2 separate regions of the Anser cygnoides genome follow, and region 1 is linked to region 2. The links are chromatin contacts, called in public Hi-C maps. All regions are on one chromosome and are shown on one strand. Each heading gives the region's core, a stretch centred on a gene start, on an enhancer-like site or on the middle of the called end of the contact. The rest is flanking DNA. Distances are from core to core; before and after follow the strand shown.

Region 1 (5,151 bases), core at 1,408-3,907, 210 kb after region 2:
AGCTTCAGTTCTGGATATCAGACACTTGCTATGTGTGTAGGAAAACACAGATTTGACCTTCTAAAGAGGTGAGAATTGAAATTGTCTTTAACTTTTCCTCAACTTGGAGTTCAATTCAGAACTGGCCTCTAGCAGTATTCAAAACTGCATCACATTAAGGGGGAAATAATTCTCTATTGTTTGGACATACCTTGGTAACAGTTCAGAGAGATGAAGATGGATGATGCCATGCATCTGTACCTCTTATAAAGTCAACAAAACTCTCAAGAAACTTTTATGTAATGATGTGGGAGATGAAGCTCTTGTTGCCTTAAAATACAATAAAACAAAATAAGAGGCACCCACTGTCTCTAAGAACATTAGAAAAAAATCCCTATTACACAACAGTTATTTCTAAAGACTATTCATACAGTTGGATCCTGCCACATAGCGTGAAGACTGTCACACTATGAATATGCTATTCAAGATGCTAGGCATGCTGGCCAAGATCTGTACAAGCCGATCTGCTTTGAAGATGAAGAAAATGGTGTCATTTTGCCTTTTGTAACACTTCAAGAGGAGAAGGATTGAGAACACTTCCACAGAACAAAATGTGAATCAGTATCAGATGGGCTCTAGAACAGGAATAGTTCCGAAGACAATCACACCTTGTAAAATCAGAATGTCACATGTGGTGTGGTGACATAGGTTAGTTTGTATCTGCAGATAGAAAGGGTCTGTCACATTGTATATGTAATAACCAATTTTAACAATATTCCTCATGTGCTAGAACTCCCTATACCATGACTTGTGAAACCTGTGTCCAAAATATGTATATTGTGTCTACTGATCTGTAATATTTACTATAACAGTTTCTTTTCTAAAGTTTGCTGTTTAAACAAGTTCAACCCCCCCAAAAAAAAAAATTAGTCACATTTAGTCACACAAAATATTTAGTCACACGTATTTATATATATATAATATTTAGTCACACATATTTTGTCACACAAAAATATGTGCATACATTATCATGTGAGTTAGTTATAGGGGTAAAGTTACTGAGAACACCAGTAGATCACTTACAGGCAAAGGGCGTAGCAGGATCTTTAACTGCAACAACAATTTAAGATTGTATAAACCACAAGACAATGCACTGGGCTTTGCCATTCTTAAAATTCCTCTTTCCACAGGTAAGGTATTAAAGATTTCTGTATAGCTGTTAATGGTATGACATCTTAAGTTTACTGAAAAGAAAAAAAAAAAAAGGTTGGTTGGTTGGTTGGTTGTTAATCTCCTACAATGTCATTCACGAGAGATGATGCAGTGGTAAGGATAAAGAAAAGATGTGAACAAGCTGATCCAGAAGATTTCACAAAAAGTCTGTGACATCTGACCAAAAACTGCACTCAGGATTTACTAAGAAACACTACACCATCTTTGTCACTTGATCTTCTTCCAGCTCCCTACCCTTGAGCCTTGACATGCTGGCATAGGGGCTTGTGAATTGGTTAAAAGAATAAGGTCTGATGATTATTTTACACGTCACTTAGTTCAATTGTGTGGTTTTGTGTTTGTGTTTGTTGTTTATTTTTTAAAAGCAAGGCCTCAGCCTTTGATTCTGAGTTCTGACCACATGCACTTCCAGACCCCATTTCCTACTTACCCCTTCAGCCCTTCTGGTTTGACTTGTCCACTTGAGCTCACTCATCACTCTTTTGACCAAGCCACCTGAGTGGCTGCATCATGTCAGTACCCCAAGTCACCCTGTAGTCTTCCCTGTACCCTTTACACCACTCACCACAGTTCTTTCTGTACCAGGTTCCCTAGATGTTTCCTTCTCCAAGCTAGCATTCAAGAAATAAATAAATAAATAAAAAAATTCCTAAGCTTCTCACGTCTGCACTGATCTGGATCAGGGTCCTGCAGCTAGATGAGCTTTTCTTCATAGACACTTTCCTCCACTGCCTGGCGTGAGGGAAGGCTTCGTTCTGAGGTGGCGCAGCCTCCCCCTAACATCATATCGCCTCCATGGCCCCCCGCTGCCTCTGCCTGCCCTCCTGGGATCTCTGCAGGCCCTGCTGCTTCCCAGCAGGGCTTAGTCACTTCTGAAATAAAAAGGCACTTCAGCAAAGCCTCCCACATGATAAAAGGACCCTCTGATGCCTTTAACATACATCGAGAGGGAGTTGGACCCCTATTACTCTGTGTGTTTTACTTTCTGGGGAAAACTATGCAATCTACTTCATTATCAAAAGAATTGTAACTATCAGCTGTTTGAAGAATTGATACAAATATTTAAAGTAAAGTGAAAAAACATGAGTGAAAAAAAATTTTTTTTGGAAAGCCTATAGGGACAGTGACATCTCTTGCTAGTGACCGTGACACAACCCAAAAACCCGCCCCTTTCGGTGGCAAATGTTTTCAGAGCCGTTCTCCTCACAGAAAGCACGTGATAAACCAGGTGGATTTCAAGCGCGTCGAAAAAGAATCAGTGAGTACCAAGGACGAGGCGGCAACCCCCCTTTTTCTGAGAGGATGCTACTACCATTGACGAAAAGCACAAATAGCAGCCGATACTACAAGAAAGGCTGCCGGTTTACAGCTCCAGCCCCGCGACACCTGCGGGCAGAAGGCGGCAGCCACCACTCCGCCCGCCGGCCCCGGGGTCGCCTCACGAAATGGCGGCTGAGCCGCCGCCTGAGGCCGCGCGAGCGGCCTCTGCGAGCACCTCTGCTGGTGAGGGGGCGCGGCGTGAGGGAACTCAAAACGCGGCTGGAGGGGACGGGGGGGACGGGAGGACAAAGATAAAGCTGGTAGCTGGAGTAGTCGAATGACAGCCACGGTCACATCTGATAGATACCAGGCTGGATGACAGATATCAGGAAAGGAGAGATGGGTCCCAAGCACCTTACAGCCCCCAGAAAGGAATTGCAAAGCAGTGCTCAGCCCCATCACTGCAGCAAGTCAGGGAAGGGATAGGAATACATACGCAGAATGGGACTAACCCTTGTATTTTAAATATGATTTTACACCAATTGATATGTATTTAGCTGAATTTACTACAGCGAGATGACTCAGTGTCTCACATCACACACACTACTTGCTCCGTGCAGCTCTGAGGTTCTTACAAGGCTGCTCCAATTATATTCTAAAGTTGAACTAACAACTAACTTGATATCAATGTTCTTACGTACCAGATACTTTGGTTATAAATTGTAGGATTCTGCTGAAAAAATACCGATTACCAAGAGATCATGAATGTAAGTATTTGCATCACTTTTATGGCTTGCAGGTAGTTTACTAATTTTAAATGGATGAAGCATTGTCCTCAAGAGTTTCAGTCTTGTTCTTCCTCCTCTCCCACCTCCACTTAAAAAAAAAAAAAAAATTAGCGCTCTTGGACATTTTCCCATTAGTTTCCATTTTCCCCTGATACAGAAAACTTTGCATTACTTCTTTGATTACAGCCGCAATCTTGGGAAAAATGAAAACGCAGAATAGCTAATCAGTTGCAACAATTTCAGAGACGGGAAAGAAGGAATTAATTTAGAAAAACACCTTGTACCGAAGTTCATCCAAGTTAAACCGAGTGTTCTCAAGACACTCTTAGAGAGCAGCCACTGACATACTTGGTGCTTCCCCTAGTCTGAAATTAGCTACAGAAGTACAGCTCATCTTTTATATCAAAATAGCTGTAATAACTTTTCTAGGTTACTACACCATTTCTACTTTTGCAGCATCTAAACTGTAGTATTTGCAGCGTGCATGCTGTAAACGTCAAAAAGATTTTGTAATCCTTTACTCGTTTTGATATTTATCACTTTCACCCAAACCACAAAGCTTTCCAATACAGACAGTATAAACTGTATGTTAAGAAGCAGATTCTCAAGTACTTTCTTAGACTTCCTTTTCTAGGACTGGAGAAACTCCAGTAACTTCAATATCCGACAAAATAATTGGTGGAAATATCTTTTCTCAAGTAGTAACCATAACAAAGCAGCTAAATACAAACCAACCTTAAAGAATGGCCACTATTACAAAAGATACATTCAAAAAAAAAAAAAAGGAAGAAAAATATACATATGAAATCAACCATTTCATACATAGAAACTGGCTTGTATGTTTCTATCTGAACTATATTTTTTAGAAGATTTACTCTGAGGCTTTGTATAGGCAACAATTTCAGTAGACAGTTGGATTTCATCTTAACTCACAGAAAACTTCATACCTAGTTTCTGGCTGTGGAATTATAGTGGCATGTGGTATCAGAACTATATCCAGACTGTGTTTCAGAGAACAGAGTAATTTGCCCAAACTGTCTGTTTGCAGAGGAATGCCTTACCTTGTATCACTTCCCCCTCGCAAAAATAAGGAAACTTCAAGGAGAGAGCCCTTCAGTGTTTTACTGAAATGTCAGCATTTTGTTGAGATAAGCCTCTTGAATAAAATTGCATAGACAATATTGTAAACATTTTCTGTAGAAGCTGTAAAAAAAACAATTTAGATCATTTTGTAATATATACAATATGTTTCAGCCCCCACAGAGAAGGTCCTCACTGCATTTTATAGATGGAAAACTATTAAAAGTGAGCTAAGTAGAGAGTTCTGTCAGAAAAGCTAAAACTGTGTTTACTTTTGCTAGATGCTTCTAAGTTGGGTCTTCTTGAAAGAGAAATTGAGGAGATACTTGAGCGATTGCATCAGAAACCAACACAAAATGCAAAACAAACTCTCTTCTCACAAACAGCACATGAAGAGAATGACAGATGCATTCATCAGAAAGAAATTGACGAAAAGGATGTTTGTCCCATTTGTCAGGAGGAGTTACTAAAGAAAATGCTTCCCATCACTTACTGCAGGTTAAGTACACAATTTGTTCTTTGTCTTGCCATATATATCTAATTACAGAATTGGTGTTACAAGACCTGCTAATACTGCTACCATCAATACACAAGTAAGAATATCTGACTGTTACTGTAGCCCTTTTCCAATCTTAAAAATTTAGCAATCATAGGAGTTGAACTGTGGCTAAAGAATGTGGTAGAGAATGAGGAAGAGAAAAGGAAGACTGCTTAGTATTGCTATGTGATTTTTCTTACATGTTTATAAAAGATTACAGAAATAGCTATTTGTTTTCTGTAGATACAGCTGTGGTAACAATGTACACGTAAA
Region 2 (5,165 bases), core at 2,359-4,858:
ACAGAGATTAAACAAATGATTCTGTGATTCTGTGAAATGATTAGTTGGGGAAACTCTTCTGTCATTGCTGAGACAGAAAAAGACTACAAAGTTATGGCATCTCAGCATAAATCAACTCTACTAACCAAGAAACCATTAGAAAGAGATTTATCTTTTAGACTTATTATGTAGAGTTCAGTGAGGAAAAAACAACAACAACAAACAAGCAAACAAACAAAAACTGGCACGTTATAGACAATAAAACAACAACAACATCAAACTGATTAGATTATAATCAGAAGTTTGGTGGAGGTACTGGGTTTGGTCACCATACCAGTTATCCATCTCAGTCTTTGTTATCTTGTTTTTGTATAGCTCTAAAATGCATTGAATTAGTTTTTCATGTAAAAAGGCCAAACTGAAGTGTGATCTGATTTGCATCTTCATTAACTCCACAAGAAATTATTTTTGTATCCTTCTCATTCATTCAGTTCTTGTCATTCTTGTATCTTTAATATCTGCAGAACAACCACATGCAAGAATATGAAAAAGATCTGTGCATTTCTCAAAGACAGGTCAAGGATGAATGGAGTAGGGGAACAGTTGGGCACAAGGAAAAGATAGGGAATTAGATGTCAGAATGGTGAAGACGTTAGAACATAAAGCTATGCTAACAAGTTACCAGTGACTATGTGCATTTCCAGTCAACTAGAGACCCTTCACCCAGTCATTTCATTCCAGATTCTGCCCTCGTTGCTTTGGAGGAAATACGCACATTGCCGTGAAATTTCTCCCACATTGTATGATGGGAGCCAACAAGTCAATGAAGTTACAGAGATTTGATGAATTTCCATGTATAACCTGGTGTGTGCCCTGGGTCCATTCTGGTGATGAAACAATATGTCTTTGAGAAATAATCTAAAGTCTTTTGACTCATCCTTTTTTCCTCCCATTTTTTATGGGCATGCCTTTTTTTTTCTTTTAACCTTTGTTACCTAAGTCCTATCCCTTCCTTTTCTTTTCTTTCCATTTCCATTGAAACCAGAATTTCTCCTCATATCTCCAGTCCAACTCCTTTTTCAAAACTGTTAACATTTATTTAGAGTTTGGGAGTCTTTGTCCTTCTAGAATCTACCTTTGGAACATTTTCATGTGGATATACGGGTGATGTTTCATCACCGCTCTCTTTTAGTAGTATCTGCTGAGAAAGAATCCTGTTTGGATATATAATATGGGTATTAAGTGTTTAAATATGAACTCTAGTATTTTATTCATGGGCAATATATGACCAAGCGTCAGAAGTTTCTTCAGTTTTGTTTATCCCATGGTCCCCTTGAACCCATGGCACCGACACGTCGGAATTTGCTCACCAAGGTTTTTTTCACGGGACGCTCATCATCCACCGCCTGTGCGAGAGGTGGGCAAGGCGGCCTGTCCCGGGGCAGCCTCGCGTCTGGAGGAGATGCTCGGAGGATGCGTTTAGATGCGGGTCCAGGGCAGGGAAGAGGAAAGGAGAGGCGAGGCGATGCGGGCGGCAGGGCCTGGCAGGAGCAGCCCGGCCGCTGCGCTCCAGGTGGCAGCACCGCGCCGCCAGGGGGCGCCGCTCCCGAGTCCTCGGGCAGGTGCGGGGCTGCACGGCCCGGAGCCCCCCGGGCACAGAGGGGCCCGGCCGGGAGGAAAAAGGGGGAAAAACACCGCCTGGCCTTGCAGCCCCTCCGTCAGCCACAGAGAGACCTCCCTCACTAGCGCAGCGCTGCAGAGAGGGGTTCTCAGCTCATCAGGAGTTGTCCCATTATAAGCAAAACTATATTTATCCCTCAGCTTCTGAGATCAGATCAAAACTCGTGGTAAGAGGTGGAATTAGTATTTTATCTTTTTTCTTCGCAAGGTTTTAAGCTTTGGTTAAAGCACAGTCTGTCGTGTTCATTTAGATCCCTTTTGAACGGCTCTCGCCCACGCTGTTGATAAGCAGGGGAGCTGGTACGGGTGTCATTTACATGCCTTTCAGCCAGAAAAAGGGGGAGCTGAGGCAGTGTGGGGGCCTCCCGCGTCTTTGAAGTGCAAATTGCACCAGCTGAGATGTCTCAAATACCTGTTGAGTAGGAGTAAGAAAGTTCCAGTGATAGCTAAATAAGCAGAATATAAGAATTTTGAAGTTAAAAAAAAACAACAACAAAAGCCCACACAACTCTACTGAACTTGACATGCCAAATCAAACATGGCCTATGTAATAAATCTCTCTAGTTAATTCAGATGTTGAGCCTGTCTTGAACATGTGTGCTTAGCTGGCATATATGGATCATTTTCTAGGCTATAGTGTATAGTGTACTATATTGCAATCTCTTGCCCAGACCTAATCGGTCTAAAATACTGCAGCCAGGCTCACTTCTGATGAGATTCCACTGCCTGAATTTCATCATTGTTCAGAATCAGATCTAATCCCCATCTAATTTCTGTTTACATTGCTTAGGGAGTTAGAGTGCCAGTTCTTAGTTCTTCACTGATTATAAAACTCAAAAATTCTCTCGGTGAAGTATGGTCCTAGAAGCACCAACATTCACGTGCCAAATGAGTATTAAAGTCATGTGCCTGCTCTTATAGTGATCCTAGATTGTGATTTCACCATTCATACTGTCTGGTGGTCGTATGGACTTAAAGTACTCCTGCCCCTCTTCCTCTCTTTCAGTCACTCCTGACCTGCTTTTTTTTTTTTTTTTTTTTCCTTTTGGTTTGTTTTGGGTTGGGTTTTGGTTGGGTTTTTGGCCGTTTTTATCTTTGGAGAAAGGATTTTCAATGGCAGGACAAGTTCCCTCACCCAGTTCACATTCTATGAATGTTTCTGCTGGTAAGACAATGGATTGACAACACGTAGCGAGAAGCAAGCAGAAATACTTCAGCTTGTTTCGTGAGCGAGTTAAACGGTTATCATTTTGATGAACACTTACTTACAAAACCATTACATCCGGGGACACGTTCCATACAGATTCCTACTGTTAGAGGTGTTTCTAGTTAGTATTTGAGCTTACTGCTCCATAAACCTGCATTTGTCCAGCACAGCATGCCATGTGTGCACAGCAACTGTATTGATTTGGAAAGCACACCTGTGTGTAGCACAGGTACCAGCTGTGCAAAGAGCAGGTAATGAGTGCCCTCAGGGAAACACTTTCAGGTCCTGATGTGAACTTCTTGAAGCCAGTGTAAGGATTGTCACCAATGCTGCTTTGTCCTCAGTTGTGGCAGTTTTTAAAGCAGGCAGCTGGTACCTGATGCCCTGAGATCAGGGGCATTTCAAAACGCAGTTGGGACTTCTGTGCAGCATTCCCCTTCCTGCTGCCTTTTCTCCACCCCCGATACTTCAAGGGTTTATTTACCTAAGCATAACATTTCCCCTGGGTATAAAACGAAGCGGTACTTCCAAATTTAAGCAAGTGCCTAAGTTCAGCTCGATTCTGAGCCGCAGCACAGCTTTGGCTGTGGAAGCGTGCCTCCGTGCGGCTTCTCAGCCCTGCCAGCTGGGCAGGAGCAGCCCCTCTCCTTGTGGCGGAGAGGGGCTTAGCTCTTACCCTGCGCACTGCCCCGGAGGGGCTGAATCCCACCTCCCGATTCTGCCACCCTTCCCGCGGCTTCTGCATCCCCCCCGGAGCTCCTCGCCTTGCCGGGGCCGTGCCGTCGGAGCCGGAGAAGCCGAGGCGAGGCGGGCTGCGGGCGGGGTCTGGCTGATGTAACAGGAAGCCCCGCTGGCTGCCTGCCGCCGCTCCCCGCTCCCCGTCCCCAGCTGAGCCGCTCCTGCCGCTGCCCGAGCAGCGCCGCGCTCCGCTGAGCGCCACTGCCCCGCAGCCAGCGGCACCAGCGGGCTGCCAGCCGCGGGGAGAGGCGGCGAGCCGAGGCAAAGCCAGCCAGAGCCCACCGGAGCTGAGCCTGGTGAGTACGCAGTACGTGGTTTTTTTTTTTTTTTTCCCTTTTCTGTGCCGACCCAAGGGATCCGGGTTTAGCTCTGTTGCGTGCTTTTCCCTGGGGTCTGCGGGGAGAAAGGGGTAGGAGGAAAAGCCACCTTCATTTGTAAGCGCTGCGCTGGTTTTGGAAGTAGTGGTGCTTTATAGATCCTGGAGGAAGTGATCAATGGTAAAGAGGGGGAAAGAGAGAGAAAAATACCCTAATCAGCACTTAAAGGATTCTGCCTAAAACCATAATATTAGCTAACCAAATTTCTGTCGTTGCATCTGGAGAGAATTAGAGACATATGGGTTTGAAAAGGGTCCATGAGACTAATTCAATACAACTGGAGCTCTTTCAAGAGAGGACGAATTAGGTGATAAACTTGTTTAAATTTTCTTACTGAACATTCCTTTAATCTTATTGACGTTATTATACCGGAAAGAGATCATATTTGAGTTATTTCATAATTAGGTTTTGCGTTGTAATTACATGACTGAAAAGATGAAGCTCCTGTTTTGTCTGGGCTTCCTATTTGCTTGAGAAAAAGTTAGCTTGACTTTAGTGCTTGTGCGTGTGCTGGGGTCTTACTGCTGAGATTTTTCCCACACGTACCAAACTGATTTATTGAGGGGTGGCTGTCTACTATATCATTGCCTTGAGAAACTATTGGCCGGGGGGAAGAGTGTGGTTCTGTGCTTTCCAGTACAGAGTTAAGAGGGTCATGCCACTTCTTCATCTTTCCAAAGCTGATGCAGTACCGTCATTTTTTACAAGTCCGCTTTTGTTATTGTGACGATCCCTTTTGCTACATGTAGTCATTTGCCTGTCTGTGTAAGCAATGGATCTGCGGAATCAGGGAATCTTATTTCTGAAAGATAGTTAAGAAACAATGTAAGTTTTAAATCACACTTGGATTTGATCTGCAGTGATTCATTTAGTCATCCGTATATTTCTATAGGGGCTGAGATTGAAATAAAAATAGCTGATTTTTTGTTGCTCTCTACCTTAAAGAGTCATGCCAAATGTGTTGGGGCCAGATTTTGCTCCTACAGTTGTGCAAATGACAAGTCTTTCCAGTCATATTGTGCATCCTGGGGATCTTGTCATTCATTTACCGTAATAATGTGTACAACAATTTAAAGCTGTTCAGACTGGTAATGTGCTAAAAGCCTGATTGTTGTGCTCTGAGGTCCTTTCAGTGGGTTGAAAGAAGACACGCTAGTTCTGGATAAATGTGAATGAGACCAGAT

The links. Hi-C and Micro-C count contacts between places; a contact is called where the count stands out from the background.
Region 1: a contact with region 2 is called in a Hi-C map of fetal liver, with 2.4 times the contacts expected there. The contact joins the promoter of ZSWIM2 here to the promoter of CALCRL in region 2. A contact is called at or near these places in 3 of 7 Hi-C or Micro-C datasets (fetal liver, granulosa cells and liver).

The regions. Positions count from the first base shown.
Region 1 is chr6:7,037,909-7,043,059 of Taihu_goose_T2T_genome, forward strand. It overlaps ZSWIM2 (zinc finger SWIM-type containing 2), which reads left to right and starts at 2,658. Exons shown (of 12, transcript XM_066999337.1): 1 at 2,658-2,715; 2 at 3,177-3,239; 3 at 4,622-4,838; 4 at 5,122-5,151. The coding sequence starts at 2,658. LOC136791157 (a long non-coding RNA gene) reads right to left here and starts at 384. Exons shown (of 3, transcript XR_010832572.1): 1 at 191-384.
Region 2 is chr6:6,827,988-6,833,152 of Taihu_goose_T2T_genome, forward strand. It overlaps CALCRL (calcitonin receptor like receptor), which reads left to right and starts at 3,609. Exons shown (of 14, transcript XM_048058322.2): 1 at 3,609-3,900.